2 separate regions of the Sus scrofa genome follow, and region 1 is linked to region 2. The links are chromatin contacts, called in public Hi-C maps. All regions are on one chromosome and are shown on one strand. The core of a region is the stretch at or near the end of the contact, and the rest is flanking DNA. Distances in the headings are between cores, read along the strand shown.

What was found. A called contact is a pair of places that touch in the nucleus more often than the background predicts.
Region 1: a Hi-C map of alveolar macrophages shows a contact between it and region 2, with 2.4 times the contacts expected there. The contact joins the promoter of DNMT1 here to the promoter of EIF3G in region 2. A contact is called at or near these places in 5 of 47 Hi-C or Micro-C datasets (alveolar macrophages, embryonic fibroblasts and undifferentiated spermatogonia) and 1 of 2 datasets of contacts at active chromatin or transcription factors (alveolar macrophages).

Annotation. Positions count from the first base shown.
Region 1 is chr2:69,025,623-69,031,482 of Sscrofa11.1, forward strand. It overlaps DNMT1 (DNA methyltransferase 1), which reads right to left and starts at 4,057. Exons shown (of 40, transcript NM_001032355.1): 1 at 3,933-4,057. The coding sequence starts at 4,012.
Region 2 is chr2:68,968,772-68,974,212 of Sscrofa11.1, forward strand. It overlaps EIF3G (eukaryotic translation initiation factor 3 subunit G), which reads right to left and starts at 1,877. Exons shown (of 11, transcript XM_021083783.1): 1 at 1,765-1,877; 2 at 1,578-1,624; 3 at 951-1,034; 4 at 754-842; 5 at 534-593. The coding sequence starts at 1,784.

The DNA.
Region 1 (5,860 bases), core at 2,807-5,306, 59 kb after region 2:
AGACCAGGGACTGAACTCGTACCACAGCAGTGAAAGCACCAAATCCTAACCACTAGACCACCAGGGAACCCCATGAGAAGAGGACTGTCTTTCTGAACATTCTTACAGATGAATGGACAGTAACCAGCATGGGGAAGCAATAGGTAGAGCCCACTGTCACACTGGTTGCTTTGCATGGCCTCAGGCCCTAAGAACTTAAAAAGGTAGCTTGCATGGCTTGTGAGGAAAAGAGCACAAGATGAGTCAGGGCAATGGACAGAGATCCTGGACTTCAGGCCAAGTGCACCAGGCAGTTTGTAGGGCAGGAAAACCTTTGGAATCAACTTAGGTTGTAAAGGATCATGGTTTCCACTTAAAGAAAACAGACCTGAGTAGCAATAGAAGGACAAGTGGGAGATTATTGCTTTTTCTATACAAAGACGGTGGCTTAGTAAGAAAAATCAAGTGGAAAAAAAGTGATTTGTCCTGAAAGGCATGATTTTTACAAGACTTAGGGTATAAAATACTTCAAAAAAGTTAGATTTAAAAATTCAAGTGTAAAAAATACCTTTTAGTATCATTACACACCTAATGTAACTGACTTTTAAAAGATGCTGCCATTGGAGTTCCTGTTGTGGCTCAGCGACAACAAACCTGACTGGTATCCATGAGGATATGGGTTCGATCCCTGACCTTGCCCAGTGGGTTAAGGATCCGGCATTGCCATGAGCTGTGGTGTAGGTTGCAGATGAGGCTCAGATCTTGCGCTGCTGTGGCATAGGCCAGCAGCTGTAGCTCCAATTTGACCTCTGGCCTGGGAACTCGTATGCCGAGGGTACAGCCCTAAAAGCAAAAAAATAGGAGTTCCCGTCGTGGCGCAGTGGTTAACGAATCCGACTAGGAACCATGAGGTTGTGGGTTCGAATCCCTTGCTCAGTGGGTTAAGGATCTGGTGTTGCCGTGAGCTGTGGTGTAGGTCGCAGATGCAGGTCGGATCCCGCGTTGCTGTGGCTCTGGCGTAGGCTGGCGTCAACAGCTCCGATTAGACCCCTAGCCTGGGAACCTCCATATGCCGCGGGAGCGGCCCAACAAATGGCAAAAGACAAAAAATAAATAAAAGACAAGAAAAGACTCTTTTAAAAAAAAAAGCAAAAAAATAAATAAAAAGATGCTGCCATAAACACTAGTATAAGTGACAAATACCTCACTGAGGACTAGGCCTAGATTTTGTTCCCAGAGTATTCTACTGGACTTAGGTACCTCATGTTATATAGACCGCTTCTAGAATTTTTCCTTTTCCTTTTTTTCCTTTTTTGGCTGCACCCACAGCATGCAGAAGTTCCCAGGCAGGGATCCAACCTGAGCCACAGCAGTGACCAGGGTGGATCCTTAACTGCTAGGCCACAGGAAACTCCATCAGTTGAGAAGAGTTACACCTTCATTAACAAGGAGATAAGGGAATTTTTCCCTTTTTATGGCTGCACCTGCGGCATATGGAAGTTCCTGGGCGAGGGGCTGAATCGGAGCTGCAGCTGTGGCCTATGCCACAGCTACCACAACATGGGATCCGAGCCACATCTTTGACCAAGGCCACAGCTTACAATAACGCAGGATCCTTAACCCACTGAGCAAGGCCAGGGATGGAACCCACATCCTCACAGGATCCTTAACCCATTGAGCCACAATGGGAACTCCACTAAGGAAGTGATTTAAGGGAATAATGAATGCTATGTTTATGTGTATGTTTGGTACACTGAAATTCAAAATTTTAAGCTGTTGAGAGGGTCACATAAGCTGACAATGTCAATGCTCTGAGGCAGAAACCCAAAACTCCATACCTAAAATACGCAATTCTAGTTCAAAGCAATATGCAACCTAGGGTGAATGGTGGATTGTAACACTCGCCTAAAAACATTCAAATTCAGCCAAACACAATACTTCTCTTGCCCAATAAAAGCCATAGCTGAAGGGAAAGGTTTTGACAAGAAGCAGACCTCAGTGGGAATCCTTGTTTCCTCACAGTGAGCTCCTATGGCAACCACTCTAGAGAACACTTAAGGATTAAGTGAGATAATATAAAATGTTTTATACAATTAGCAGAACTGGGAAAAACCAGATTAGTCAATTAACAGTGCTAACATGAAGGGCTTCATGTGCCAGGGCAGATTGTCATTTAATCCAGCACCACTTTAAAGCCCATGTTAGGAGTTCCCGTCGTGGCACAGTGGTTAACGAATCCGACTAGGAACCGAGAGGTTGCGGGTTCGGTCCCTGCCCTTGCTCGGTGGGTTAACGATCCGGCGTTGCCGTGAGCTGTGGTGTAGGTTACAGACGCGGCTCGGATCCAGCGTTGCTGTGGCTCTGGCATAGGCCGGTGGCTGCAGCTCCGATTCAACCCCTAGCCTGGGAACCTTCAACTCCTAGCCTGGGAACTTCCCTATGCCTTGGGTGTGGCCCTAAAAAGACAAAAAAAAAAAAAGAACCACCCTCTAACTGTGGTTAAGAGGTGGTCTGGGGAAAGGATCAAGATGGCAGAGGAGGCGTTCCCATCGTGGCTCAGTGGTTAATGAACCCGACTAGGAACCATGAGGTTGCGGGTTTGATCCCTAGCCTTGCTCAGTGGGTTAAGGATCTGGCGTTGCCATGAACTGTGGTGTAGGTCACAGACGTGGCTCGGTTCCCACATTGCTGTGGCTCTGGCACAGGCCAGCAGCAACAGCTCTGATTAGACCCCTAGCCTGGGAACCTCCATATGCTGAGAGTGCAGCCCTAGAAAAGGCAAAAAGAAAGAAAAAAAGATGGCGGAGAGTAAGACGTGGCGCTCACCTTCTCCCACAAACACATCAAGAAGTGGCCTGACACTTGAAAGGGAGAGCCAAATTCTCCCAACACCTACTCTTCCCACCCCCAAAGCCCAAATCAGAACTGGCCTGGCACAACTATGGGAAACAAGCACGGGATGGGGGTGGGAATGGCAAAATCAGGTTTCACAAATCTGGTTGGGAAGTGTTTGGGGCTGGTCAAGGATCCTGAGACTAGGGCTCCAAGTGAGATCTGCAAGTTTCAGGAGTGAAATTGATGCCCTTCAGGAACATGAAGCCGGGGCTCAACGGTCTTTCGGCCCATCCATGTGCACCGAATAGCTGTAGCAGGGTCCATATATTAAGTGTTGCCGTCTCACTCCCCCTACACACACGAAACTGGTCGGTTCTCCCTGGCAAGGCTTCCTTATTGCCCACAGCTCACAGGCACAGATTTACTAGCAGAAACCACTCCGCTTTCACTCTGCCCAAGCCCGACTCTCACTGCATGGTCAGAATTCCTTCTAGGATGCTACTTCCCTAACTGTGTGGGGTGATGGAGGGAGCCCCCCGGGGAAGACAGGGCTCGCAAACCTGAGCCGGCCGCGCCCGGGACCCAACCGGCGACGTCGGTCTCTGGAGGCTGCCATCAGGATGCGTAGTGTAGGGGCGCTGAGGGGGGCCCCCCCAAATGCCCCCAGGGACCTGGATGGCCCGACCACCCCCACCCCCCAGCAGACCGGGCACCGGAAGTGGAGGCCGAAGTGCTGGGCCTGAGGGGTATCCTGAGGCCGCGGGTTGCCCACTTCCTGCGCGACCAGGCTGGCGGCAGGGGCCGGGCCCGTGGCTACTCAGGAAAGGGGGTTCCCCACGGCAAACCCAAAGCTTGGTCTACTTTGAGATCAGAAGAGACCCCAAATTCCTAGTCATCAGGGAGCCGTGAGGGGCCTCGGCCCATTTTGGCGCCAAACGGCCAAGGGCGCGCGCGACCGGAAGTGCCACCCTGCCCGCGCCAACTGCCGCCGCGCGCCGCGCCATCCCACGCATGCGCGCCCGTCTGTCAGCGGCCACGGGCTACCCCGAGGGGAAGCAACTCCCCCACCCCCACCGCCTTGCCACCCTCCCACGTTCGCAGTCCCCCGCGGCACCTACCGCCTGCGGACATCGTCAGGCAGTGAGAACGCCCGGGAGGCCAAAGCGGCCACCCGCGCTGGGGCGGTACGGGCAGGCATCTTGGAAGGTGCAGCAGAGACAGCAGCAGCACAGGCAGCCCTGGCTTTTCGCGCGGAAACCGATGGGGAGGGGCGGCGAGCGGAGGCAGCGCGTACCATCCCGGCCCAGGCGTGGGGGAAGGCGGGACGTACCACACTGAGAGAGGCCGTACCACGTGCGGGCCGACTCAGTGGAGCTGGTTGTGCGCAGGGGCTGCGCATGCGCGAGGCGGGCGCGCACCCCCGCGCGGAGAAGTGGGCTGGTCCAAGCTTCTGTTTGCTGGGAGCCTTGCCTGAGACATTCATTCATTCTTTCCCACAAGCTAGGGATAAAATGAGGAGTATCCCCATGGGATTTCCGTGTGTGGGCTCTAGAGTTCAATTACTCAGTTCCAACCTACACCTATTTGCTCACGATAACAACCTTGGGCAGGTCATTTGGATCCAGCCCTAGTTTCCTTATGTCTGTGAAAAGGCTCTAATAACACTCCAGAAAATATTGAGGATGCACAAAATAGCTGGCACCAAAGATCCCACAGGGCAGGGAAATTTGGGCCACTGCCACAGCCCAGGGTGCTTAAAACGGATAGTCTCTTCAACAAATGGTGCTGAGAGGGAGTTCCCACTACAGCGGCTCCAGTGTCTGGTGGAGGCACAGGTTCAGCTGGTGCCGCCATTTAAAAAAGTAGTGCTAAGCAAATCAGATATCTACATGCAAGAGAATAAAATTGGACCCTTAACTTACACCTTAGGTAAAACAGTTAACTCAATGGGAGTTTGAGGTCAGCAGATGCAAACTGCTACCTGTGGATAAACAAGGTCTTAGTCTATAGTACAGGGAACTATATTCAACATCCTGTGATAAACCCTAATGGCAAAGAATGGAAAACAAGAATGTATAGGAGTTTCTTTGTGGTGCAGCAGGTTAAGGATCTGGCTTTGCCACTGCAGTGCCCAGGTCCCTGGCCCAGGAAGTTACACATGCTGCAGCCTTGGTTTAAGAAGAAAAAAAAAAAAAAAGGAGTTCCTGTCGTGGCTCAGTGGTTAACGAATCCGACTAGGAACCATGAGGTTTCGGGTTTGATCCCTGGCCTTGCTCCGTGGGTTAAGGATCCGGCATTGCCGTGAACTGTGGTGTAGGTCACAGATGCGGCTTGGATCCTGCATCGCTGTGGTTCTGGCATAGGCCGGTGGTTACAGCTCTGATTAGACTCCTAACCTGGGAACCTCCATATGCCGCGGGAGCAGCCCTAGAAAAGGCAAAAAGGCAAAAAGGCAAAAAGGCAAAAAAAAAAAAAAAAAAAAAAAAAAAAAAAAGAAAGTATAATATATACCTGAAATCACTTTCCTGTACAGCATAAATTAACACTGTAAATCAATTATACTTATATTTTTTTAAAAGTTAACTCAAAATGGAGTAAAGACCTAAACCTAGACCTAAAACTATGGAACTCCTAGAAGAAAATGTGGGAGGAGAAGGGGCAGCTTCAGGATACTGGGCTTGACAATGACCCCAAAGCACAGGCCACAAAAGCTAACAGACAAATGGGACTACCTTTAAGTGAACTTATGCACAGCAAGTGAATCAAAAGTGGAAAGGCAACCCATAGTATGGGAGAAAAATGTCTACAAACCATGCATCTGATCAGGGCTTAATATCCAGACTACATCAAGAGCTCCTACAACTCGACAAAGACAACTTGATTTTAAAAAACTGGCAAAGGATTTGAATAAGCAGTTCCATAAAGATACAGATGGACAATAAGCACATGAAAAGATGTTCAACATGACTAATCAGGGAAATGCAAATCAAAACCACAATGAGGTCACCTGACATCATTAGGGTAGCCTCTGTCAAAAACAAAAGGG
Region 2 (5,441 bases), core at 627-3,126:
GGGAAAACGCTTCCTGCAAAGAGCTTGGGTCTAACGCAGAGAAAGCGCACAGGTAATTGTGCCAAATGTATTTACTGCCATGACTTTTTCTGCTACGACCATCTCAGGGGAGGACTTGGCTTTGTTTCTGCTGGCGGACAACCCCCCCTACTCCTGCACATGCTGGGCTTTTCAGGACCCCGACAGAGTGCAAACACCCTTAGGCCTCAGTTCCGCTCCAACAAAATTGGTACAGTTAAGGAGTTCCCATTATGGCTCAGCAGTATCCATGGCTTCGATTCCCAGCCTTGCGCAGTGGGTTAAGGACACGGCATCGCCCTGAGCTGTGGGTTAGGTCACAGGTGTGGCTACGATCACGAGTCGCTGTAGCTGTGGTGTAAGCTGGCAGCTGCAGCTCTGATTCAACCCGTAAACCGGGAACTTCCATATGCCCCGGGCATAGCCAAATAAATACAGGCACTGGGGAAAAGGATTCTTATTTTCTCTGAGTCAGCCCTGGGGGAGGCCCCAAGACAGGATGAGGAGGGTCTTACCTTCCTCCTTGCCACAGCCTTTGAGGCCTTCCGAGTCTCAATTCTGAAGGTGCGGACAATCTGTGGGTAGGAGAGGGGAGAAATTTGAGCTTCCTGCTCCTTAAGGTTCCGAGGGCCTGGGCCAGGGTATCTTCCTCATCAACCCACCCAGCACACACCACTTTCTCCTAGTCCAAGAGCCCCCAAGCAAAGGGCATCTACCTCCTCCCCCAACCTTCACCTTGAATTTCTTGCCGTCCTCATCTATCTTGTACTCGGTCACTGTCTTGATGTTTCCATTGATGACCTCCTTGGGAGGTGGCAGTGGAGCTGGGAGAGGGGGAGAGACAGAGGAACTGAGCCCTGGGTACTGGGGACCAGGCAGGAACTCTGCAGGGGAAGAGGCAACCCAGGGATGGCGGGGAGGTTGTCACTCACCTCCCGGTAGTAGTTCAGGCTCCGGGCTGGTATCCCCGGTGGCCAGAGGGATTCCCTTGAGGAGCTCGCTGGTGACACATTTGTCTGTGAGAGGGAGTGTGGGGAGCTGGGGTCAGCTGGGGGGTGGGGGAGCTCCCAAGCTGAAATGGAGGGACCTTTGGGATGATGCCCCTCCCGGGAGCTAAGAAAGGTGGGACCAAGGGTAGGGGACTAGCCAGGAAGTGTCCTGGGAGAGTCGTGCAGGGACATGGAGCTGACTGTAGTGACTTCCAGCAATGCCCGGCATAGAGGATCCCAGGCATGAAGGCAGGGGCGGGCCAAAGGCATCCCCGTGCTAGTACAAAGACAGGAGAGAGGCTGTGACAACTTCCTCCCCGGAGCAGGGGAGCAGCTAGGCTGGTACCAAGGACTTTGACGGTGGCATGGGAGGAAGAGGGACTGGCCGGTGAACAACTGTAATGGGAGATACAGGCTGGCCTGATGAGGATGGCGCGGGGCAGGGGCTGGCCGTGAAGGGAGATTCTGGGTCAGACAACGGCGCCAGGGTCGGGGTGGTGGGGTTGGAGCAGGCGGCAGTGACGGGCTGGGGGCTGGCTGCGGTGATCCTGGGCAACAGGGCAAACTCACCGTCCTCTCCCTCCTCCTCCACCTGGTCGGCCCAACTGGGCTTCGAACTGCGGGGACAAGTTTGCCGCGGGGGAAGGCTGGGTGAGACGAGGCCCGGATCCCACGGCCTCGGGGCACCCGAGCCCCATAATACGCCCTAGGACCCCCAATCTGCCTCCCAAGCCCCCCTCCACGACCTCATACTCACTCAAAGTCTCCGGTAGGCATAGCTAAAACCTTCCCCACGCAGCCCAAGCCTGGGCCAAAGACCGGAAGGTGGGGAGAACGAGACTTCCGGTTCTGCCGCCTAGAGCAGCCCGGCCGCTGCGCCCACAGTGCCGCCCTGTGGACAGAGGTAGAGGCGCTGGCTTATTAGAGGCTGGGCTCTGGTACTAGGTAGTTGAGTAGAGGCGCAGTTCTAACCATTTTTTTTTGGCCCCGCGGGTGGCGTATGGAAGTTTCCCCGGTCAGGTATCAAATCCCAGCCGCTGCTGTGACCAATGTCACAGCTGTAGCAAGTCCAGGTCCTTAACCAGCAACACCACAGCAAGAACTCATTTATCTTCTTTTTTTAATTAATGATTTTTATTTTTTCCATTATAGCTGGTTTATAGTGTTATGTCAATTTTCTACTGTACAACGAGGTGACCCAGTCACACATACATGTATACATTCTTTTTTCTCACATTATCATGCTCCATCATAAGTGACTAGATATAGTTCCCAGTGCTGTACAGCAGAATCTCATTGCTTATCCATTCCAAAGGCAATAGATTGCATCTATTAACTCCAAGTTCCCAGTACATTCCACTCCCTCCCCCTCCCCCTTGGTAACCCCAGTCTGTTCTCCATGTCCATGATTTTCTTTTCTGTGGAAACTTTCATTTGTGCCATATATTAGATTCCAGATACAAGGGATATTGTAGAGTATGTGTCTTTCTCTTTCTGACTTATTTCACTTGGTATGAGAGTCTCTAGTTCCATCCATGTTGCTGCAAATGGCATTATTTTGTTCTTTTTTATGGCCGAGTAGTATTCCATTGTGTATATATACCACATCTTCTTAATCCATATCTGTCGATGGACATCTAGGTTGTTTCCAAGTCTTGGCTATTGCAAATAGTGCTGCAATGAACATATGGGCGCATGTATCTTTTTCAAGGACAGTTTTCTCTGGATATGTGCCCAAGAGTTGGATTGCTGGGTCATATGGTAGTTCTATATATAGTTTTCTAATTCATTTACCTTTTAAAAAATTTAAAGTTATTAATAACAGGAGTTCCCATCATGGCTCAGTGGAAATGAATCTGACTAGAATCCATGAGGATGCAGGTTTGATCCCTGGCCTTGATCAGTGGGTTAAGGATGCAGCGTTGCTCTGAGCTGTGGTGTAGGTCACAGACGAGGCTCAGATCCTGTGTTACTGTGGCTGTGGCGTAGGCCAGCAGCTACAGCCATGATTCAGTCCCTAGCCTGGGAAACTCCATTTGCCACGGGTGTGGGTTAGGCCCTAAAATCTCCGTATGTTGCATGGTGGTGGATGCGACCCTAAAAAGACAAAAAAAAGTTATTAATAGCAATAAAGCTCAGTTATTGAATTCTGCGAGAACTGTGGAGAGAAAATTATTTCCATTTTACAGCTGAAGAAACCAAAGCTAGTCTTCCTTGTTTGGGAAGAGCTTTCCTACACTTGATCTTAGCCAAAAGGCCGAGAAGCGATGGAAGAGCTTTCCTGATTCAAAATGATCAAGCAGTCAAGTGGCCCCTTCAACCATTCTCCCTCCTTTCCTTTTTTTCCTTTTAGAGCTGCACCTGCAGCATATGGAGGTTCCTAGGCTAGGGGGTCTCATCGGAGCTACAGCTGCTGGCCTACACCACAGCCACAGCAACGCCATATCTGAGCTTCATCTGCGACCTACACCACAGCTCACAGCAACACTGAATCCTTAACCCAGTGAGTTAGGCCAGGGATTGAACCCACATCCTCATGGATATTAGTTGGGTTCCTTATGGCTGAGCCACTATGGGAACTCCATCTTTTTTTGTTTGTTTCTTTTTTTGGCAGTTCTCAGGCCAGGGATGGAACCTGTGCCACAGCAGTGACCAGAGTTACAGCAGTGACAACACCAAATCCTTAAGCCACTGAGCCACTGGGGAAAATCCCTCCCTCCTTTAGTAACATTCTTGGCTTCTCTAATATAATCTTTTCCATTTACTTGTTTATAATCCAGCTGTCCCCCTAGAGCATTCTCAACGGGAGTGATATGGCTCCCAAGAGAGCCAAAATAAATTCTTAGATGGCTTAAAAAAAAACCTTAGACATTGTGATGGCTTATAGCCCTCCTAAGCCAACCCTCCAGGACAAAATATTACTTATGAATATTTAATTTCTATTGTTAGGGGAAAATTAAATGTAATTAGATTAAATTGATTTAAATTAAGGATAGGAGTTCAGTTGTGGCTCAGTGGAAACGAAACTGACTCCCATCCAGGAGTTCCCATCATGGTGCAGCGGAAACAAATCCGACTAGGAACCATGAGGTTGTGGGTTCAATCCCTGGCCTTGCTCAGTGGGTTAAGGATCCGGTGTTACCGTGAGCTGTGGTACAGGTTGCAGATACAGCTCAGATCTGGTGTTGCTGTGGCTCTGGCGTAGGCCAGCAACTGTAGCTCTGATTAGACCCTTAGCCTGGGAACCTCCATATGCCACAGGTACAGCTCTAAAAAGACAAAGGACAAATAAATAAATTAAATAAATTAAAAAACAACAAAACTGACTCCCATCCATGAGGATGCAGATTGGATCCGTAGCCTTGCACAATGGGTTAAGGACCTGATGTTGCCATGAACTGTGGTGTAGGTTGCAGACCCATCTCAGATCCCATGTTGCTGTGGCATAGGCCAGCAGCTATAGCTCCAATTCCACCCCTACCCTGGGAACCTCCATATGCTGCATGTGTGGCCCTAAAAAGACAAAATTAATTAATTAAGGATAATTCCATTTCTCACCTAGAAAGGAGCAATAATGAAAAAATAGTTGAGAAAAACTGCTCACGAATGCCAGCTGCAGAAAGCAGACATTTGCCTATTTGGGTCATCTCTGGGTCCCCAACACCCATGGGGTGTCTGTACTTAGTATGTGTTCAATTAATGGACATTTGGGATGGGACAGGAACCAGATTATAAATAACTTTTTTTTGGCCTCATCTGTGGCATTTGGAAGTTCCCAGGCCAGGGATTGAGCTCATACCACAGTAGTGACTAGAGCCACAGCAGTGACAGTGCCAGATCCTAAACTACTAGGCCACCAGGGAACTCCTAAAAGAATTTTTAAATCAGGTTAAGGAGGATAGGCTCTTTACCCTGCAGGCTGTATGGTCACTGACATATTTTGAGTGGTGACCAATGTAATCAGATTTTCTTATGAGAAAGATTATTCTGGAAGCATGTAGAGAATAGAATGGAAAGGAATAAATAAGTAGGAGACCAGGAAGGAGGCTGGGAAAATGAGTGAAAGAAAGAGGGTGAAAAAAAAAGGAGTTCCTGTCGTGGCGCAGTGGTTAATGAATCCGACTAGGAACCATGAGGTTGTGGGTTCGATCCCTGCCCCTGCTCAGTGGGTTTAACGATCCGGCGTTGCCATGAGCTGTGGTGTAGGTTGCAGACGCGGCTCGGATCCCGTGTTGCTGTGGCTCTGGTGTAGGCCGGTGGCTACAACTCCGATTGGACCCCTAGCCTGGGAATCTCCATATGCCGTGGGAGCGGCCCAAGAAATAGCAAAAAGACCAAAAAAAAAAAAAAAAAAAAAAAAAAAAAGAAAGAGGGTGGTCTAGCAGCCCAGATAAAAATGCAAAGTTTGTACAAAGGGCCAATAAACATTTGTGC